4 separate regions of the Mus musculus genome follow, and regions 1, 2 and 3 are each linked to region 4. The links are chromatin contacts, called in public Hi-C, HiChIP or PLAC-seq and promoter capture Hi-C maps. All regions are on one chromosome and are shown on one strand. The core of a region is the stretch at or near the end of the contact, and the rest is flanking DNA. Distances in the headings are between cores, read along the strand shown. Region 1 has its middle 73 kb from the start of Gm45650. Region 2 has its middle 48 kb from the start of Hpf1. Region 3 has its middle 79 kb from the start of Hpf1. Region 4 holds the start of Mfap3l (microfibrillar-associated protein 3-like).

What was found. Promoter capture Hi-C pulls out the DNA fragments that hold promoters and counts their contacts. A called contact is a pair of places that touch in the nucleus more often than the background predicts. HiChIP or PLAC-seq counts read pairs in DNA pulled down with a chosen protein or histone mark.
Region 1: a contact with region 4 is called in a Hi-C map of neural progenitor cells, with 3 times the contacts expected there. The contact joins the enhancer-like site here to the promoter of Mfap3l in region 4. A contact is called at or near these places in 8 of 39 promoter capture datasets (the 3T3-L1 cell line, the C10 cell line, embryonic stem cells and 3 more), 8 of 484 Hi-C or Micro-C datasets (the G1E-ER4 cell line, embryonic stem cells, epidermal suprabasal cells and 5 more), 2 of 115 datasets of contacts at active chromatin or transcription factors (embryonic stem cells and microglia) and 1 of 9 other capture datasets (macrophages).
Region 2: a contact with region 4 is called in a promoter capture Hi-C map of embryonic stem cells, with 3 times the contacts expected there. The contact joins the enhancer-like site here to the promoter of Mfap3l in region 4. A contact is called at or near these places in 19 of 39 promoter capture datasets (the 3T3-L1 cell line, the C10 cell line, the HPC-7 cell line and 9 more), 1 of 15 datasets of contacts at CTCF or cohesin (the NIH/3T3 cell line), 3 of 484 Hi-C or Micro-C datasets (bone marrow-derived macrophages, epidermal suprabasal cells and palatal mesenchyme), 11 of 115 datasets of contacts at active chromatin or transcription factors (embryonic forebrain, embryonic midbrain, embryonic stem cells and 4 more) and 3 of 9 other capture datasets (embryonic stem cells, macrophages and pancreatic islet).
Region 3: an H3K4me3 HiChIP or PLAC-seq map of neural progenitor cells shows a contact between it and region 4, with 6 times the contacts expected there. The contact joins the enhancer-like site here to the promoter of Mfap3l in region 4. A contact is called at or near these places in 10 of 39 promoter capture datasets (the 3T3-L1 cell line, the C10 cell line, embryonic stem cells and 4 more), 3 of 484 Hi-C or Micro-C datasets (the G1E-ER4 cell line, epidermal suprabasal cells and olfactory sensory neurons), 7 of 115 datasets of contacts at active chromatin or transcription factors (astrocytes, craniofacial prominence, embryonic stem cells and 4 more) and 2 of 9 other capture datasets (adipose tissue and embryonic stem cells).

The regions. Positions count from the first base shown.
Region 1 is chr8:60,790,373-60,793,899 of GRCm38.p6, forward strand. It overlaps the pseudogene Stambp-ps2. Among named protein-coding and RNA genes, the nearest start is that of Gm45650, 73 kb to the left of the region's middle. Within about 2 kb of position 2,004, at least 9 of the 459 cell types and tissues checked have an H3K27ac peak or open chromatin away from gene starts, as enhancers often do. A contact at or near this core is called in neural progenitor cells, where this site is marked.
Region 2 is chr8:60,841,004-60,844,418 of GRCm38.p6, forward strand. No RefSeq gene overlaps it. Among named protein-coding and RNA genes, the nearest start is that of Hpf1, 48 kb to the right of the region's middle. Within about 2 kb of position 1,553, at least 16 of the 459 cell types and tissues checked have an H3K27ac peak or open chromatin away from gene starts, as enhancers often do. A contact at or near this core is called in embryonic stem cells, where this site is marked.
Region 3 is chr8:60,809,617-60,813,022 of GRCm38.p6, forward strand. No RefSeq gene overlaps it. Among named protein-coding and RNA genes, the nearest start is that of Hpf1, 79 kb to the right of the region's middle. Within about 2 kb of position 1,510, at least 22 of the 459 cell types and tissues checked have an H3K27ac peak or open chromatin away from gene starts, as enhancers often do. A contact at or near this core is called in neural progenitor cells, olfactory sensory neurons and stem cell-derived neural progenitor cells, where this site is marked.
Region 4 is chr8:60,631,299-60,634,915 of GRCm38.p6, forward strand. It overlaps Mfap3l (microfibrillar-associated protein 3-like), which reads left to right and starts at 1,527. Exons shown (of 3, transcript NM_027756.5): 1 at 1,527-1,760. It overlaps Gm34730 (a long non-coding RNA gene), which reads right to left and starts at 557. Exons shown (of 3, transcript XR_379010.3): 1 at 169-557.

The DNA.
Region 1 (3,527 bases), core at 754-3,253, 160 kb after region 4:
GCAGAGCTCAGAGCATTCACTGGACCCAGAAGTGGCTGTAATATTCCAATGCTGCTCCACTAACCTACTTCCAGCAGCCAGGACAAAATTAATATCCACTGCATGCATATCAGGGGAGTACTTAATCGCATGCAAATGGGAAATCTACATCAATCCAACCTCAAGTCCTAGGGACCATCACAGAAGACTAAGAGTCAAGGGTCTGGGATTACTGGAGCAAAACAGTGTCTTCTGAACAGGACAGGACAATTGCAGTCATAAGCTCATAGCAGCTGTGGTTGCCTACACAGATTTATGAGCATATGGAACACAGAGAATTTTAAGACTGAAACTATCTCTGGAAATCAATCTGGCGGTTCCTCAGAAAATTGGACATAGTATTATCTGGGAACCAGCTATATCACTCCTGGACATATACCTAAAAGATACTCCAACGTATAACCAGGGACACATGCTCCACTATGTTCATAGCAGCCTTATTTACAATAGACAAAAGCTGGAAAGAACCCAGATGTCCTTCAACAGAAAAATGAATACAGAAAATGTAGTACAGTTACACAATGGAGTACTACTCAGCTATTAAAAACAATAACTTCAAGAAATTCTTAGGCAAATGGATGGAACTAGAAAATATCATCCTGAGTGAGATAACGCAGTCACAAAGAACACATATGGTATGCACTCACTGATAAGTGGATATTAGCCCAGAAGCTCAGAATACCCAAAATACAATTCACAGACCACATGAAACTCAAGAAGAAGGAAGGCCACAGTGTGGGTGCTTCAGTCCTTCTCATTAGGGGGAACCAAGTACTCACATGAGGAAATATGGAGACAAAGTGTGGAGCAGAGACTGAAGAAAAGGCCATCCAGAGACTGCCCCACCTGGGGATCCATCCCATATACAGTCACCAAACTCAGACACTATTGTGGATGCCAAGAAGTACTTGTTGACAGGAGACTGATATAGCTGTCTCCTGAAAGGCTCTGCCAGAGCCTAACAAATACAGGGGCACATGCTCACAGCTAACCATTGGACTGAACATGTGGTGCCCAATGGAGGAACTAGAAAAAGGACCCAAGGAGCTGATGGAGTTTGCAACCCCATAGGAAGAACAACAATATCAACCAACCAGACCCCCAACCCCAGAGCTCCCAGGGACTAAACCACCAACCAAAGAGTACACATGGAAGGACCCATGGCTCCAGTCGCATAAGTAGCAGAGGATAGCCTTGTCATCATGGGAGGAAAGGCCCTTGGTCCTGTGAAGGCTCAATGTCCTAGTGTATGGGAATGCCAGAGCAAGGAGGAAGGAGTGGGTGTATGGGGGAGTACCCTCATAGAAGTAGGGGAAGGGAGGATGGGATAAGGGGTTTCTGGGGAAGAAACTAAGAAAGGGGATAACATATGAAATATGAATAAAGAAAATATCCAATAAAAAAGGAAAAAAGACAAAAAGAAAAAATTAAACAAAAAATAAAAATAAAAATAAAGACTGAAATTATTCTGTAAAACCCTGTTGTCGGGAATTCATGACATTGTGATTGCCAAAACTCAGAGGACCATGCAGCACAGAAGGAATGCTCATGAAACCATGGGCCCTAGCTCCTAATAATGTGTCAATTTTCATCTTCAGTAACAATGGAAACAATACATCGACACAAGGTATTAGTAGAACTATAAAAAAGCAGAGATTGTGTGGACATGAACATCTAGGGGTGCTTCTTGTTTTCCTTTCTTAAATATAAATACACTTTAAGAGGAAAAATCTATAAATAGAATATAAAATAGATCATTTCTGGAAACTCTAACTGTCATCCTTCAGGAAAGAATTTATTGGCCCAAGGTCTGTTCATGAGAACCTCATTCTCCCACCCCAAGACTGGGTGAGGAATCTTTCCCTACTTGGGAGTGCTGTTGAGTTAAATTAAGACATTCTGCCCAAGTGCTGTTGAATTAGACAGTGACATTCTGCCCCATAACGACTTTTGTTCTGATGCTGACATCATCCCCATGGTATCCATGTACTCTGAAGAAGACGACATTGAACATGCCTATCTCTACAACGAATATATTATAGTGTTCATTGGAAAACTTCCAAACACTGAGACTACAAATCAACTATCACTCCTGAGAAGAAAGTTGTGGTCAGGAAATGACAGAATACTGCTTTCCCCAAAGCAGAAGAACTGAAAGACTAAACTCTTGAAAAGATATACCAAAGACTCTAAGCAAGAAAAGAACACAATAAAAAGGAAGAGGAACTTACTGGAATGTGGCCATCCAGCAAGAGTTGGGAAAAGGGAGTTGCCCAACAAAAGCAGCAGCGGCTGGAACAGGAACAATAATTCTATGCTTGTGAGGAGATGATCCAGAAGCAGGAACTTGAAAAGGAGCAGCTAAACATTGCCCAAGCATTTGGGAGGTTGGATCCTGGCTCCTATGGTCCTCAGTGGGCCTCTGTGGGCCTCTGTGAGCCTCTGTGGGCCTCTGTGGGCCTCTGCAAGCTGATAAAGAAAAAATTTTGTAGATGTGGTCCCTCCCCTTTCTCATCTACACAGACTTCAAACCATAACACAATCATGAGGCCAGCTAAGGCACCTGTGGTGGGCAGGTCCCTGAAACCAAGCAATAAGCATCATAGAAAATGTTCCCATCGTTGAAGGCCTGCAGCCCATTGTGGTGACACACAACTTCCAGCTTGCCAGTGCCAATACTCCCAAAGGCTTTGGAACTTGTGGAGTCTTTTGTGGAAAACTGATGAGAAATGAATTCATAATCACACATGTTCTCACCCTTGGACAAGATAGTGGGCCTGATTATTGTCATACAAAATGAAAAAGAAATTTCCTTATGTGGGATTTTGTTGGACTCCTTACTCTTGGCTGGATCTATAATCACCCATCCCAAATACCTTTTTGTCCAGTGTAAATCTGCCCACTCACTGCTCTATCAAATGATGTTACCAGAATCAATAGCAATTGTCTGTTCTGCCAAGTTCCAGGAAACTAGATTCTATAAGTTAACTGACTGTGGCCTTCAAGAGACTTCATCATTCTAGTAGAGAAACTTTTTACTCTTGTGACAGAAATCACATTTGTTGTGAAACGGCAGCCTCTTCATTGTCAAAGATGGAATTATCATCTTCATAGGCCTTTGGTAAACCTCAATCATGGTCCAGGGAAATGGCTCACTGGGTAAAAGCCCACCAAGCCCAACAGCCCAAGTTCAATTCATGGGACCCACATAGTGGAAGGAAAGAGACAAATTCTACCAATTCATACTCTGACCTCCACTTGTGCATTGTGGTATGTTTGTACTCCCCCCCCCCACACACACATACACACTAGATAGATAGATAGATAAATAGATAGATAGATAGATAGATAGATAGATAGATAGATAGATAGATAGGCAGGCAGGCAGGCAGGCAGGCAGGCAGGCAGGCAGGCAGACAGATAGATAATGTAATTAAAATGAATAAAGCATAAATCTAGGAAGAACCAAGAAAAAGTAAGAAGTATAA
Region 2 (3,415 bases), core at 303-2,802, 210 kb after region 4:
AGCCCTGGCTGTCCTGGAACTCACTCTGTAGACCAGGCTGGCCTCGATCTCAGAAATCCACCTGCCTCTGCCTCCCAAGTGCTGGGATTAAAGGCGTGCACCACCACGCCCGGCTATAAAAACTTTTCAAAGGGACCAAAAGAAAGTGTATTTATAACACTTCTAAAAAACAAAAATAAAACAAAAATCACTAACAGGCAGGCCAGCAAGAAGCAACACATTTCCTCAGCCAAATTCTTCCTCTACTCTAATCCCATTAAAGCAAAAGCCCAGAGGTTTTACATCCAGTAGAAGAAAATTAAATGAAGAATAAAAACTTTAATATTTTGCTCCTGGATTTTGTTTCTTTCTACATTCATTTTGAATCAACATCATGTGGTACCATCTTTCTTTGTATATCTTGGTGACTAAATACCCAACCAAAAATCCAGCTTAATAGAAGAGAGGTTTGTTTTATTCATGGTTCAGGGAATACAGTCCACTGTTGTGGGGAAGAGAGGGCAGCAGGACTCTGACATAGCTGGTCATACCTTGGCAAATCAGGAACCAGAGATGTGATGCCACTGGTAGGTCCAGGTCATCATCCAAAAGGCCTGTATTTAGGGGCTTGCTTTCAAAAGCATGCTTCCTACCACCAACTGGCCCACAGCTTCCCAAATTTGTCACCTACAATCATTGCTATGTTGTCAGGCTCTTGGCCTCAGTGTAGAAGGCACCAGTGTTTTTTAAGACAGAGCCTGAGACGCCAACTGTTTATACAGGTCCCAGGTGAAACCCACCTGGAATTGACTTACTCCAGCTCATGTTACCATTTCATTCACTTAATAGCATTAAGCAAGAGCATATTCAAAACTGTGTTTAAACTCCAGCTTCCTTAGCTTCTCATCTGTTCAACAAATATTCATTTAATGAACACTATAATCAAGGCACCTGGCTCAACCTCTGGAGCGGCATTGGTAGAAAAAAAATTTTAAAGCCTTCAATAGAAACAAAAAGACTTTTTAAGGACCTTCAGTAGAAACCATACTCTAATTTCCCCAACATGGACAAAAAAAAAAAAGTAAATAATTTTATTATTTGCTCAATTGCAAATATTGTAATAGTTGAAATAATAGCAAAAATATTTTCAGAATTGTTCAATTGCAATTATGACACAGTCTACTGTGGAGAAATATAATGTGTTAAAACCAGGGACACTAACTCACCCTAGAGGCTTTAGGTTCCTGCTTGCTGTAGGAAGGGATATTCAAATGGGCTTCTGCTGCATGGGTAGTGCAGAGCCATCCAGGATTAAGAGGATTCCAGATAGAGGGGACCTGAGGCAGAGCGAGGCTGATTGTCCATCAGTGGCAGTACTACAGCACAATGCACTACAGCACAGTGCACTGTGGGTGAGGACAGGTGGTCTGAGTCTTCTGGGGTCTGTAGAGAACTTCTGGCTTTATCCTGAGAACCATATGATTCTACTAGAGAGTTTCAAATCCATCTGCTGGCTGTCAGTTTTGCAACTGTGGAAGGAAGGACGGAGAACAGGCCCGGGCAGATCACAGAGGTGAGTTACATGGGGTTTTGCCTAGTAGCAATGGGGCAGGACAAAGGAAATAGGCAACAGAAATACGGGTTCCAGTGAGGACATGTCAGCTATTCTGGAGAAGGCGGTGTCCCTGAACTAAGGACTGGAAAATCTCAGCTACTTAGTTTTACCACTTTATAAACAACCCTAATAAAGTATATAATGAATGGCAGCCATTCAAACGAACGAAACTAAAAACACAAAAGCACACCCAAATTATCCACTCTGCCCTGTATCACAGGTCTTGTGCAGTTTGTAATGTTAGCTTGTTAGCTCTCTGAGTCTCAGGGAGGAGTTGTGGTTGATTAGGCCCTTCATCGACCAGAAGCATCCATTCATACGAACGGGTGAATTGTAATCACAGTGGAGTCGAGGAACCCAACTCCCAAACCTGGACCCTGTTATTCTATAGCGTTAAGTACAGATTTAAGTCAAAAGCCAATGTATCATTTCAAAGGATGCATCAGCCACCACGTTAACAAAACCTTATAGTAAGTCAGAATAAATAGAAAGATGCTTCAAAGGAAACAGCATGAAGTTATTGTGGAACTAAAGTCAGGCTCTCGGGTTTTATCCCAGTAATAATAGAATACAAGGACCACACACACACACACACACACACACACACACACACACACACACACGGTGCATCGAAAACACAATTGGAACCTTTAGCTCGGATTCTATGCTGTAATCACTGAAAATGTTGTCAGCTATCATTGATGTGCTTTAATGACAGAGGACTTCAAAAGACAAACTTCCAAACCTAACTTTATTTCTGTGGCTGCCACTAAATCAAAACTTCTGAGATCCAATTAGATCTGAGGTTTGTAACAGGAAACTTCATTAGGCAAACTTATAACATGAACGAGACTGGAAAATGAATGTGCAAACAAAACCCATAAAATATGAACTAGCTGAAGAGTAGCCACAATGAGCATGCTTTTCTCCCGTGCCTTGTTTATTTAAAGCAGGAGAGACAGGGAAATCTCTAATACGGCCTGTGAAGAATGGAGAACATATACATATACACATACACATACACATACACATACACATACACATACACATACACATACACATACACATATACATATGCCTTCTCCTGTTGTCATCGCCATGTAATCTATTGCTCTGCTCAACTACATATGCATAATATAAACACAAATATGTTGTGGATTGCTGTTTGTATTTTCTGCTCCCTCAAGAGGAGTGCCACATAAGAAGTAGATCACACACTCAGGTGAAAATCTTAATTGGTCAGATAAGGCTAGAGCCTGTGACTGGACATCTGAAGGAAAAGGCGGAGCTGAAAGTTTTAGAGAGGGGAAAGAGGGAGGAGATTAAGATGGAGCAGACCCACCTGGCCTGGAGGAGCTATAAGGAGCTGGGGATTTCATAGATAGGCAATAGAGTAGTGTGGGATACATTTGCCCAACCGAGGTGTGCACTTGTATTTATATTAATTGAGTTCTGTGTTCTCTGCACGGGCATTTTGGGATTGAAGATTTACCGTTATAAATCTGGCTGGTATAGTATAAGCCTCTAGTGTTTTCATTTCACGAGGCTAAGGGGACCTGAGTGACTGGAAGCTGGCTTTCTGCAGGCCAGCCACAGGGGCTGGATGGCCTGGGAAGTGGGAGAAGGGGCTCCAGGCATTTCAGGAAAGATTAGTTCAGTCAGTTTAGCAAGCAGAGATCAAGAAAGCTGGCTTGAGTAGCTTGGGAGCAGTTTTTTGTTGGTTTGGTTTGGGTTTTTTTTTTTTTTTTTTTTTTTTTTGGTTTTTGAGACAGGGTTTCTCTGTATAGGCCTGGCTGTCCTGGAACTCACTTTGTAGACCAG
Region 3 (3,406 bases), core at 260-2,759, 180 kb after region 4:
ATAAAGGTTAAAGCATTGCTAACATATACATTTAACCTACTCCTCTTGGCATAATCTACTGTGTTGCCTTTGAAAGCAAGCTAGAAGTCTGGGGAAAATAAAAAAACAAGACGGGTGGTGGTGGCGCATGCCTTTAATCCCAGCACTCGGGAGGCAGAGGCAGGCGGATTTCTGAGTTCAAGGCCAGCCTGGTCTACAGAGTGCGTTCCAGGACAGCCAGGACTACACAGAGAAACCCTGTCTCAAAAACCAAAAAAAAAAAAAAAAAAAAAAAAAAAAAAAAAAATCAAAAAACAAGATTGTCAGACATGAAGCCAACAAGTGAGCTTGGAGCCCAACAAAAGTGGAATGTCTGGAATGTCTTTCCAAACAAGCATGAACATTATCCACAACACATTGTTTGCTTCTGAATCATGATTAGATATCCTGACACTAGGACTCAAAATCACACAGTGGTCCTGGGCTCTAACAAGCCAGAGGTAGGTTGTTTTAACCTCAGAAGCACTAATCTCTAATCAAGTGAAATAAGAATTTAAGACTTCAGATCCACTGCATCTACAATAAGGTATATCTATAAGAACACAGATTCTCATGCAGTATCTTGGGTTTTTAGTAACATAATGAAAGTAATAATTAGAAAGAAGGAAAAGGGGAGAGGCATCTCTAAGACGTACCAGAGATCTGGGATGGGAGAGGCTCCAGAGAGTCTATCTGATTGTAGCTGAGACTCCTAGCAGTGGGGGATATGGAGCCTGAGGTGGGCACCTCCTGTAGCCAGGCAGGACTCCCAGTGGAGGGATAAGGACACCAACCCACCCACAGAACCTTCTACCTAAAATGTGTCCTGCCTACAAGATGTGCAGGGGCAAAGATGTCACAGAGCCTCAACCAATGACTGGCGCAACTTGAGACTCATCCCATGGACAAGAACCAATCCCTGACACTATTAATAATACTGTTATGCTGGTAGACAAGATCCTAGCATAACTGTCCTCTAAGAGGTTCCACACAACAGCTGAATTAAACAGATGTAGAGACCCTCTTATCTGGGTGCAACATTAATTAATTAATTAATTAATTAATTAATTGTAAAATAGAAGGAAAAGAATTTAAGACGTGAAAATTTAAATTTATGAGTGACACAAAGCATAGGACAAAGGATGAAAGGCTTTTGATATGAAAGAGAACAAGCCAAGCATCAAGAGGAAAAAAGAAATGATGATTTCTGGAAAGTAGGAGTATTTTTAAGTGTTAAATAATCTAAGCAATACATTCACCCCAGAAAATATCATCTAAAAGCATTGCTTTGGATCGACAAATCTGACCAGTTTGTGATTTATATCAGCCCACCCATCCATCCTTCTGCAGAGCCCTGAACAACATCACCATGTGGGCTATAGAATGTCATACCAAGGTAACGGACAGAGAATTTCTCCTTGAAAGGACAATGGGTTTGGGATGCTTGCCTCTTCTAAACTGTGACGGTAGAGCCATGTTGCCAGGGAGACCAAGTGGTATCAAGGACAACCTCTCATTAGTAGCCTGCATAAAAGACTCTTGTGTCAAGAGGACTGTGCTGCCAGCATCAATAATTCCCTAGAGGCGATCTGAGTATGAATTACCACCGTTGAGAGTTTTTCATAGCACATTTTAAAGCAGTCTAGACCCCATTTTCATACATGTAAGTCTGTCCTCTGTAGTCAGTGCTGCTGAAGGAAAATGTCCCATGCTTTCTTGGTTTCCACACAGAGGGATCTTACCCAAGTCTCATTTCATTACTTATTCTCTTGTCCCATGGGGAACTGGAAGCACTTAACTGATTGGTAAATTTGGAAAGTGTAGCTGTGTGCTCCCACCATACTTTCGCACAGAGAAAGCTTGCCCTTACAGAGTATGTCTGCAGACCTTACAAAGCTGCTTGTCTTACAAGCACAAAGCTCAGTGCTCAGAACCCACACTAGAAAACATCTATATATAAAGGCATTTCACACATTTGGGCATTGCCTCAGCTGACAGAGAGTAAACATTTCTTAGACATTATCAAATTATATTTTTTTGAGAATGGGGTGAGGGAGGGAAATGAAGGTGCCATTAGTTAAAACTACCCTCAGATACCTAAGGTATTATTATAATACCTTATATAATTATTATAATATGGTGGGTTTAACTCTAGCCCAAATACTACATAATTGAGAAGGTCTTAACTGAATGTGTGTGCTTTGAGATGTCTACAAACCCCCAGGCATATATGGAAATATTTACATAGAGATACATTTTTCTATCCCTAAAAAGAGTTAAACATTTGTTTACAAAAGTTAAAGTTAAACAATTGTTGGTAGAAAGAAAATTCTAAATAAATTGTGATGTTAAATATTTTCAGCATAGCTACAGTTTTAGACTTTTAGAAAAACTTACTGGTGTGTGTGTGTGTGTGTGTGTATCAGTGTTTTACCTGCATGTGCATGTGTGCATGTGGACCAGGTATGTGCCGGGTGTTCAGAGGTCAGACATCGGTGTCAGATCCCCTGGAAATAGAGGTATAGATGGCTATGAGACACATATGGGTGCTGGGAATCAAGGTCCCCTGAAAGAGCAGCAAATGCTTACTTAACCATTGAGCCAATTCACCAGACCATGCCTGGAATCTTAGATCATCCTCATACTTTCAAAATTGTAGATATATGTAACACAAATATCTGACTCTATTTGTTCTGTTTATGAATGTGAGGCTTAGCTGAATTCTTCATGAAGGAAAACCAATTACATCCAAGTTATAACAATCACTTTAGTTTAATTCTTTCTAGACATGATTCTTTGGCCAATTCATTAACACATTCAAAAACAGTTTTCAAAGATACTTTCCTTTAAATCCTAAGATTTAGATAGTTTTTGTTGTGTGGTAAGAATAGGCCAAATATTTATTATCTTCATTTCTTGAGGATAAAGTTCCTTCAGAGGAGCGGCCAGGTTCAAACTGTCATGGCTACCAGAAACTATAAAGACTCAGCCATCAGGGCATCAAGTACTCCAAGGAAGTAGCAACTATTTTAGGCCTTATCTTTTTGAGAAAAGCTATTGGAGAAATAAATAAACCAACCTTACCCTCTCCTTGCACAAGGCCTGACTAGGTGTGGGGCTCTGTGCTTGTGGCACCAATTCCTTCTCCCACTGGTTAGCATCCCTACAGTCTCTTTGCCTACTGGTTTGCTGCCCTGGATGCTGGTTGCTGTCACCTCGAGTAACTTGGCCAAAGGTCTTTGGAATTGTAGTCTCTAAGGAATAACTTTCTCATTCTGACCTCTTCAAAAGATTTAATTTCCTTTACAGGGACTCCTTGACCATCATAAAGATCTAGAAATGGCCAAGGTCGGCACATTTAATCTACAGAGAATTCAAGATCCTGCAG
Region 4 (3,617 bases), core at 277-2,776:
GGAGGTTCGTTGAGCTAAGATGCTATGGAAACTAATGTTCAAGTATGATTTCCATTTCTCAGGCTTTTGGAGAAGGACTAGGTTTTGATATGCTTAGAAACGAGAGCCCGTGCATCCATTGGCACATAAATCCCTCTGCACCAGCGTTCGTCCGTTCGTCCCACGTACCCATGCTATTGCTTGCTGTAAGGGCAGCTCCCTCCTCCTGTCTTCTGAGCTCTGGTGTCTTGATGTTCCTCAACCTTGGGCAGCCAGATGCCAGAGGCAACCACGTGCAGCAGTCTGGCACTGTTCAGAGCATGCTCAGTTGCCTGCAGCCACTTCTGCGGCGGAACTCAGGGCTTGAGGTCACAGACAATACTTTGCCTCTGGGTTTGTCAGTCACAGAGAAGGAGGTCGACTGCTATCCCGTTAACAGCTTCCTGTCATCTTGACAGCTGTTCCTAACTCAGAGTGGAATACGCGGGGTCTGACAGCCTGAGCCACTTTAGTAGCGTTAATTTGCTTAATCCAACTCTCCGTGTTTTTCCAGCAGCCTATGACCAACATAGGTGTGGGGGCGGGGCTACCCTTCTTAAAAAAAAAAAAAAAAAAAACACGGTGTGGGGCGTGGCCGGAGGGGGCCAGGATAGAAGAGCCAGGGAAGAAGAGCTTGGTCACTGTCCCAGAAACTGACAAGATCTCCCTTAAATAGATAGATAGAATGATAGATAGATAGATAGATAGATAGATAGATAGATAGATAGATAGATAGATAGATAGATAGATAGATAGATAGATAGACAGACAGAAAGATAGATGATAGGTACATAATATTTAAATGCGTGTGGGATGGCAGGGGAGAGATCCACTAATATTGCAGGACTGTTCACAGAAAACTTATGTAGGTGGTAAAAATATTTTTAGAATACTTATTTTTTCTCATCAGAACAACTTAACTGCTCTTTAGAGAGAATGTCGAAACTGCAAATAATTTTAAGGGGCAGTTTTATAAATTTTCGCGGAACCACACCACTCAGAATCCACCGCAAACACCCTGCTGTGTCTTGTCGTGCCACTTCGAGGCGTCCACTGTGCTTTTGCTGTGACAGCGCGGCCGGCCGCCTAGGAGGCCCCATATGCTCCTGCTCGCGAGGTGCTGTGACAAGACAGCCTTAGAGACTAGGTTGGTTAATGCGTGGGTAGGCTGGTTGCCCGTGGCATCCAAGATGACATTCGAAGACGCCTTTGCCTGCGTGTCCTTGAACGCCACTGAGACGCGACGCTCCGGAAAGTTGAGGTGACAACGCCGGCAGCGCCCTGCCTCCCCACAATTACCAGTCACGCTGCCCTAGCACCACTGAGTCTGGAGGAAGAGGCAGGGTGGAGCGCGGGAGCACCGCCCAGTGGCCGCCCGGTCCCGCCCAGAGGCCGGGCTCTCTGAGCACGATGCTTCCCTGCAGACTGCAGGGCCAGCCCGGGGTGGGCGGAGCCCACCACCCGCAGCGGCCCGCCCCGGGCCGCGGCTGCGGCGAAAACCCGGTTGTGCAGAGTGCACCGGACCTCGGCGCCGCCGGGAGCCGCACTGGGCATGCTCGGCTCTCGCCGGCTCTGGAGCCCGTAGGTGGGAAGCTCCGGCTCCCGGCGGCGGGGCTCGTAACCCGCATCGAGAAGAGGCGCGGGCGGCGGAGGAGGTTGGTACACGCTCGGTGCTGCAGAGCTCCCCGGGTGGCCATGGCGAGAGGTGCACGGCGACCACCCGAGTGGCGCAGCGGTGTCAGGTCAGTGAGGGCACTGGGCGGGCGAGCCTGGGCGGCGGGCTACAGTAGGAGGGAGCCTCGCACCGGGTTTGTGGTCAGCGGCCGCCCGAGCTGCAGAACTTTCGGACGCCTGGGCTGGCGAGGCTACGCGCCTGGAGGTGCCCTGCTCTCCCAGCTCGTGGCTGGTCGCAGGATGCTGGAAGTACATGCAGGGCGGAGACCGGCGGGTTGGGGACAGTCGCGTCCAAGGCTCGTGCCACAACCTTCTGATGGCCAGGGGCGCGCTGTCCACAGCGCGTTAGCACAGAGCCTTCCCAATCTCCCGGGAGAAGGAGGATGCCACGCAGAGACAGGGCTCTTCGCCCAGCTGTGGATCGTTCTTGTCACGGTGCCTCAGTTTCCCCAGACAGGGAAGGGTGTACTGGCCTTTGCCCGGAAGGCGGCGTGGGGAGCTCCGAAGCGCCGCGTCCTGATGCTGCAGGAGTGTGGGAAGCAGCTGGTGCTAAGAGCTGCTTCCTTGTCTTGAGAGCTCTTGGAGTTTGTCGCATTTCCCACCATAGCAAGTTGACACCAAATTGTCTGGTGGCCTGGAATGGGGGAACGTCCTTCTTTGGCTAAAAAAGTAAATGCCGAGTCAATCCTTTTTAAGCCCGAGAATTGCTTGTCTCCCTCTTTAAATTAGCCTGGGATCGCAAATTCCAAGGTTTATAAAGCAAACTGGAAAAAAGAAAAGAAGATGTTTGCAGGTACATCAGCTGCTCACCCTGTAGAAAATATTATGGCTCCGTCGTCATTGTTTTGAAAGACACTTGTTCAAAGTGTGGTTACTGTAGCAATCTTTATTTGCTCTAGCTTTATATTAGGAACTTGGAATCAGCATTGCAGAAACAGTGGTTTTTGAAGTTTTCTCACTCCCCCCCCCCCAGGCAAAACACTTTTTTTTTAAAGTTGCTACTACACTCAACATAGTAAAATGTTCAGGATTAAATCTGCAAGATGGAAAAAGAATTGTTTTTCAGGAGAGACTAAATTAGAGCAAGGTAGTTTGCAGGCAGTGAGCTAATGCACAAAAATGCAATCTGTACCTTCTAAGGTAATGTTACTGTTTTCCCCTACAGCTACCCATATTCATCTATTAAAATACTTACAAGTTTGAGGAGCCCAGCACATGACTGGTTACATTACCTGGCTCTGTGTGATGCACCACGTTTACAATGTGCCCTGATTGCTCCACCTAGCTATGCCTTGTGCTGTTTAGAAAGAGACAAGTGGGATCTTTCCTTAGCTGTGTCTTTCTGATTGATAGCAGGGGGCTGAGCACCTAGGTCTTACAAGTGTTGCTGGGTTTGTACTTCTGTGCCCCCTGGGTTTGCTAGTGACACTAGATGAACACAACAGACCATTTCTTTTAAAAATAAATCTCCTCACACTCATGTGACCTTATTCAAACCCCACTCCTCACCCTTTTTGGCTAACAATTGAAAAATTTAAGACTATTTAAGTACCACAGCTATTGTTTAATTTGAGCTTTCAATATTTTTCTTCAAGAACTTCCAGACACTTAAATGCCAAGTAGCTACTTGCAGTAACCAAATTGTTCAGTCTCAGCCCAAGTCATATAGCGTCATTAAGCAAGTGTGTTTGTATGAATTCAGGAAATATGTAGATAGTAGTGTTTGCCTAACTTAGAATTCATTCTAGCATTTGGGATACAAGTTGTCTTTTCTAGCAAAACCCAGGGGAACACTTACAATTCTGACAGTTTCCATGGCCAGTCACATATAGTAAAAATCAGCATTAAGGTGCAAATGGTTGGTTTTAAATTTGCCGTGATACCTCTGTGGAATGGGGTTAAAAGAATAGGGGTTGGTTGGTTAT